Regions from separate parts of the Mus musculus genome. Here region 2 is linked to region 1. A link is a contact called in public Hi-C data. All regions are on one chromosome and are shown on one strand. The core of a region is the stretch at or near the end of the contact, and the rest is flanking DNA. Distances in the headings are between cores, read along the strand shown.

Region 1 (2,558 bases), core at 21-2,520:
ACAGTCTGACACACCTGCAAAGCACATGCAAAACCCTAGCCTTAGCCAACACTAACACCACCTTGGAGGAGTGGCTAGCATACAGTTAATGAACAGATATTTATTTTGACCATCCTTTTACACGGGATCTTTTGGATACTGGCTGTGCAGTAGAAGATGGGGGAGGGAAATAAAGAGTCTTTCTCTTCTCCTAAAGGTTAGTAAAATGGTGTCTATGGTGACCTCTGAGCCACAGATAGCCAGGAAGCATATTTTGTTTGACTTTTCCATATTGACCCTAGCATTCATTGTCCCTTATAAGCTAAGCATCCACTGGAGTTCTAGGAGACTGCAAGCAAATTTCCCACCAAGCTCAACAGCCCAAGTAACAATGTGGCAATGGGGAAGTGGTATATCTCATTTCTCTTCATTAAAAAACGGTCACTGGGGCTGGAGAGACGGCTCAGCAGTTAATAGCACTGACTGCTCTTTCAGAGGACCTGGGTTACAAGGCAGCTCACAGCTGTGCCTAACTCTGGTTCCAGGGGATTGATACCCCTTCTGACCCCTGTAGGCATGCACACAGCACATGGAGATACATGCAGGCAAAACACACACACACACACACACACACACACACACACACACGTAGCAATAAATAATTAAAAATTTTAATTAAAAATAAAAAATGGTAATTTTTAAACGTCTCTGTTTTCACACTGCTTCAGAATAATCTTCCTATATAGGGCGTTAATCTCACTAATTCTGTCTTCAAAAGTTGCTTGTTACAGCCTACATCCTATATTCCAACTGCTGGTCAAAGCTCTCCATAATCTGTCACTGATTTACCTTTGCATGTTCATTAACTCCTGATCCTTGGCTCAAATGTCTACTGAGCCTGTGACAAATGAAGCAGACATATGTAGAGAAAGGCACACTTCCAGGGACCGTTACTACCCACACTGTTGATTCTTCCTCCCAGACTTCTTTTATTAAAACAAATAAACAAACAAACAAAAAAAAAACCCTTAAAATTTAGAAGAAATATAAAGTGTGGGTCATGTATAGAAATGTTAGCACCTAACTTTAATTTAGGACGTTTTGAGACCCAGTGCTACATAAACAGAACAGTGCTTGGCTGAAATCTGCATTGGGGCAGCTCTGATCTCAGCCTCAACCCCAGCCACCTCCAGAGGGAGGGGCTGTCAGGTCTCTCCCTCCACCGTGCCCTCAGGCTTCGTAGCTCCTCCAGTTTCCAAAGTGTTTCTACACAGTCTTGCTAAAGTCTCTGGGCACTCTTCCATGTTAGACTAGGATTACCTATGGCCTCTTTCAGAGACACCTCAAGGTCAGCACAGCTCATACTGAGTTCACCCAGCCCTTATAAGTTGCTCTCTTGCATTTTGGTTAACAGTATTATCATCTCACGGACAGCAGTAAAAACCCAATAAAAAAGAAATCTTAGGTTACTCCACTCTCTCTTGAGATCAGAGTGCCGCCAAATGGTAATGGTCTCCTGGCTGAGTGACTCACACACACACACTTCCTTTGGTCTGTTCCCTGTGTTCAGGTTCTTGTCCCTCCCTCCCTGCACACTCTAGCAACCTTCTAACATGCTTCTTGCTTGAGCCCCATTCCTTGATCTCCAAACACACCATTGAAAGCCTGTAGGCTTACTCCCCCCTTGGGTTTACAGCCTGTAGACTATAGTGCAGACTCCTCATTTGACGATGACCCCTACTTTGCTACTGTAGCCTTGCCTCCCACTGCCCCTTTAGATAGACCGCCCTTTCACGGTGAGGAGCACTAAAATCGGGCAAGCCTAAGCTGAGATATGCTGAATACATGCATGCCCAGAACCACAAGTCACCGGCGAGGGGGACACATACAAAATTGCCTAATATTGAGTGCCTGTTCAGACAACATTTCAGTTAAGTAAAATATTAAAAACATCTCATTTTACTACCTTTTTACTTTTTCTTTACTGTAGCTAACTTAAAACCTTTTCTAATTTAAATTACACAGTGCCTTGAATTGCATGATTGAAGAATTCCCTTGTCGTTGCAAGCACGTGACAAGCACTGCTGAAGGGACCAGGAACTCGCAGAGCTAAACAAGGGTCCCGTTCTGGAGGAAAACAGCCCAGTGCAGACAGATGGCTACAACGGCTGCATGTTCCCGAGGTTTCGGAAGGAAAAATTACAAAGCAGCCAGCGGATCTCCACCTTCCCCACCCCACGCTGAGGAGAGGAGCGAAGCTAGAGCCTCAGGATGCTAAGCGGGTGTTTACCTGGCTACACGGCCAGCCTGCCCTTATTACAGCTTTCATAGATGCTGGTTTATACTCAGAGATGAGGAATAGGAACCTAATACATTTCTATTACTCTTTGAGGTTTTTACCTTTCCCCCCAATCTATTTATAAGAAATAAGGTAAGATATTTAAGATTTGAAAGAGGCTAGGTAATGTGAGTGTGAATATTAGGAGTATACAAAATACACCAATGATCACTCACATGATCAGTTATGAAACCCACTATTTTGTACAATGAATATACACTAATAATTTTTAATATTTTTA
Region 2 (2,558 bases), core at 26-2,525, 67 kb after region 1:
TCTCTAAAACAAAACAAGACAAGACGTGTGGTCTGCAGCCTGCACCTTGAAGGCAGCTCTGTTCCGCCTACACTAACTAAGTCTCTGAACTTGGATGGATAGAGTGCCCTTCTAGCATGCACTCCATAGTTTTCAGAGTAAAGGAATGACTGTGCTATGAGGCAGGAAGGGAAAGGCTTCTAGTCACTTACTATTAGAGTTAGAGAAATTGATCAATTCTGACAGCTTTACTAACTCACTGACTTGCTTTCCAAAAAAAAAATTAAGGATATTTCCAGGTCAGCGGAGTAAGCATCCCAAGATTAGTGGCCAATGGTTAGTTTATCCTCTCAAGTGACCATGAATAATGGGGATTACATTGCTTTGACATTTTTGCATTATCCACTCTCAGTTGCCACCATACATCCAAAGCCATCATGATGAATTAAGAGGAAAAGGACAGCTTAATTTGATTAAGGATAACTTTTTACCATTTTATTTTTTGCAAAATTAGTCTGTGTTTTAAATGCCTCAGCATTTGTTTCCCAATCAAAGATGTAAAAAAAATTTTAATTCTACCACATAACAAATTAATTATGATAGCATTCTCATAAGGAGTGCCTAACCTCGCTCATCTTAACCCCTGAACTTTGCTATCTCCTTGTGAAAAAAAAGTCCACAGCCCTTCTGTTTCTCAAACTCTTCAGAAGAAAAATATCTCAACTGTCTTTCCCCATTCCCCAGTTTCCATAAGCATCTGCCTTTATACCTGCTAATCAGAAAACCACATCTTAGTTCCTCCCAACACACATAGCAGCTGAGGAAAATAAAAACGCTGGCATGGGCCACTATTTGCCTTCAGGCAGACTTTGTAACTGATAGAAAATGATGCTAAAAGATGAAACAGTTACTGAAGGGAAAGGGGCGTCATCGCTTACAAAATGGAGCCGGGGCAAATTGGGGAGATGGTTTTGTGTGTAATGCCAAACCTGGCGACCTGAGTTTGGTTCCTGGAATCCCCATGGTGGAAGGAAAGAAGCAATCTCGACAAGATGTCCTCTGACCTCCACATGCACAAGGTGGCATGTGCACACCTACACATATACACAAAAAGGATAAATTTAATTAAAAAAAAAAAAAAGTAAATCCTATGGTTGCACAACTTGCATTTCCCTCCCATCCACCCCCTGCTCTGACTGGTTCTTCCTCCAGGGTCACTGCACTTCTAGCACCTTCGGTTCAGCCTCAGTCACAAGAGAACAACCTAGGACCTGCGTCCAAGAGATTACAACACAGCACAAGTCAACACTCGTCGTCATCCAATGACAGGCGCCAGGCTGGCGTGCTCAGTAGCAGAAGTGGTGGACGTATCTTCGAACATCTCCAAGGGCTGAGTCTATATCTGTTCCCCTCCCTGCTCACTGTCTGACAGGAAACTAAGTAAAAAGTTACTTGTATGTAGCCAAGTAACCAGTTATTATCTCAACCGGAACTGCTCCACTCTCAGCCAATGAGTGCCACAAGGGTATGTCTTCTGCTGGTCAGATTTCAGTGTCTGCATGTGCAGAAACGAATTGTGTTGGGTTTTTTTTTGTTTGTTTGTTTGTTTGTTTGGGGAGGGTGTTTGATTTTTTTTTTTGTTTTTGTTTTGGTTTTGGTTTTGTTTTCTTAAGACAGGAGCACTCCTGTGTCTGTCTAGAACAGAATTCCTGACTCCTGTTGTGCTATGCTCTGTGGAAGATACACACTCTTCCCAAAGCTCTCTGCTGGCCTCAGCTTTACTCTCCAGTGTGAAAGGTGCATTCCCAGCCATCTTGGGTTTCTGTTGTAGTTTTGAGACACTACAAATTTATGATGCCCTTGCTCACAATTCTCCCGTCTCAGCCTCAGGGATTTAGGAAAACAGGCTTAAGCAACCATGCCCAGCCTCATTTATCTATGGCACCACCTCCTTATATCCATCTCTCTGCTCTTTAACAGTGTTCTATATGACAAAAACTCACCAGGGTTGGTGGCACAAAAAAGAGAGGCAGAGACAGGCAGATCTCTGGGAGTTCAAGTCCAGCCTGGTCTACGAAACAAGTTCTAGGACAGCTAGGGCTGTTAACGCAGAGAAACTCTGTCCCAAAAAACAAACAAAACAAAACAAAACAAGTCGAGCCAGCCTTTCCCTGGTAACTGCTCCCCTCAGCCCCCGGTACCCTTGGTCCTGCTAATGGCTGACATAATCTAGGAATCCCAGTATAGAATAAAACTATGGTACTCTGTTCAAAAATTACTCAGACACATTTCTCTTTTAAAAAAAAATGTTTTTGAAACAGGGTCTCACTATATAGATCAGGCTGCCCTTAACCTCACAGCAATCAAATAGTTTCTACTTCCCAAGTACTGGGATTATAGATATCCACTACCATGGCTGACTAAATGTTTTAAAGACATATACATAACGGGCTAGAGAGATGGTTCAGTGGCTAACAGCAACTATTGCAGAAGACCTGAGTTCAGTCCCCAGCAGCCATGCTGGGTGGCGTCCAGCTGCCTATAACTTTAGCTCTAAGAGCATCCTATGCCTTTGACCT

The links. A called contact is a pair of places that touch in the nucleus more often than the background predicts.
Region 2: a Hi-C map of liver shows a contact between it and region 1, with 4 times the contacts expected there. The contact joins two enhancer-like sites. A contact is called at or near these places in 1 of 39 promoter capture datasets (hippocampal neurons), 5 of 15 datasets of contacts at CTCF or cohesin (CD8 T cells, the G1E-ER4 cell line, the NIH/3T3 cell line and 1 more), 77 of 484 Hi-C or Micro-C datasets (the 3T3-L1 cell line, the AML12 cell line, B cells and 49 more), 12 of 115 datasets of contacts at active chromatin or transcription factors (the HPC-7 cell line, acute myeloid leukemia, a beta-TC-6 cell line and 9 more) and 3 of 9 other capture datasets (adipose tissue, liver and pancreatic islet).

What each region holds. Positions count from the first base shown.
Region 1 is chr10:40,057,406-40,059,963 of GRCm38.p6, forward strand. The region is part of intron 3 of Slc16a10 (solute carrier family 16 (monocarboxylic acid transporters), member 10); the gene reads right to left. Among named protein-coding and RNA genes, the nearest start is that of Mfsd4b1, 33 kb to the left of the region's middle. Within about 2 kb of position 1,271, at least 14 of the 459 cell types and tissues checked have an H3K27ac peak or open chromatin away from gene starts, as enhancers often do. A contact at or near this core is called in granulocyte-monocyte progenitors, hepatocytes and liver, where this site is marked.
Region 2 is chr10:40,124,051-40,126,608 of GRCm38.p6, forward strand. The region is part of intron 1 of Slc16a10 (solute carrier family 16 (monocarboxylic acid transporters), member 10); the gene reads right to left. Among named protein-coding and RNA genes, the nearest start is that of Gm25613, 16 kb to the left of the region's middle. Within about 2 kb of position 1,276, at least 61 of the 459 cell types and tissues checked have an H3K27ac peak or open chromatin away from gene starts, as enhancers often do. A contact at or near this core is called in granulocyte-monocyte progenitors, hepatocytes and liver, where this site is marked.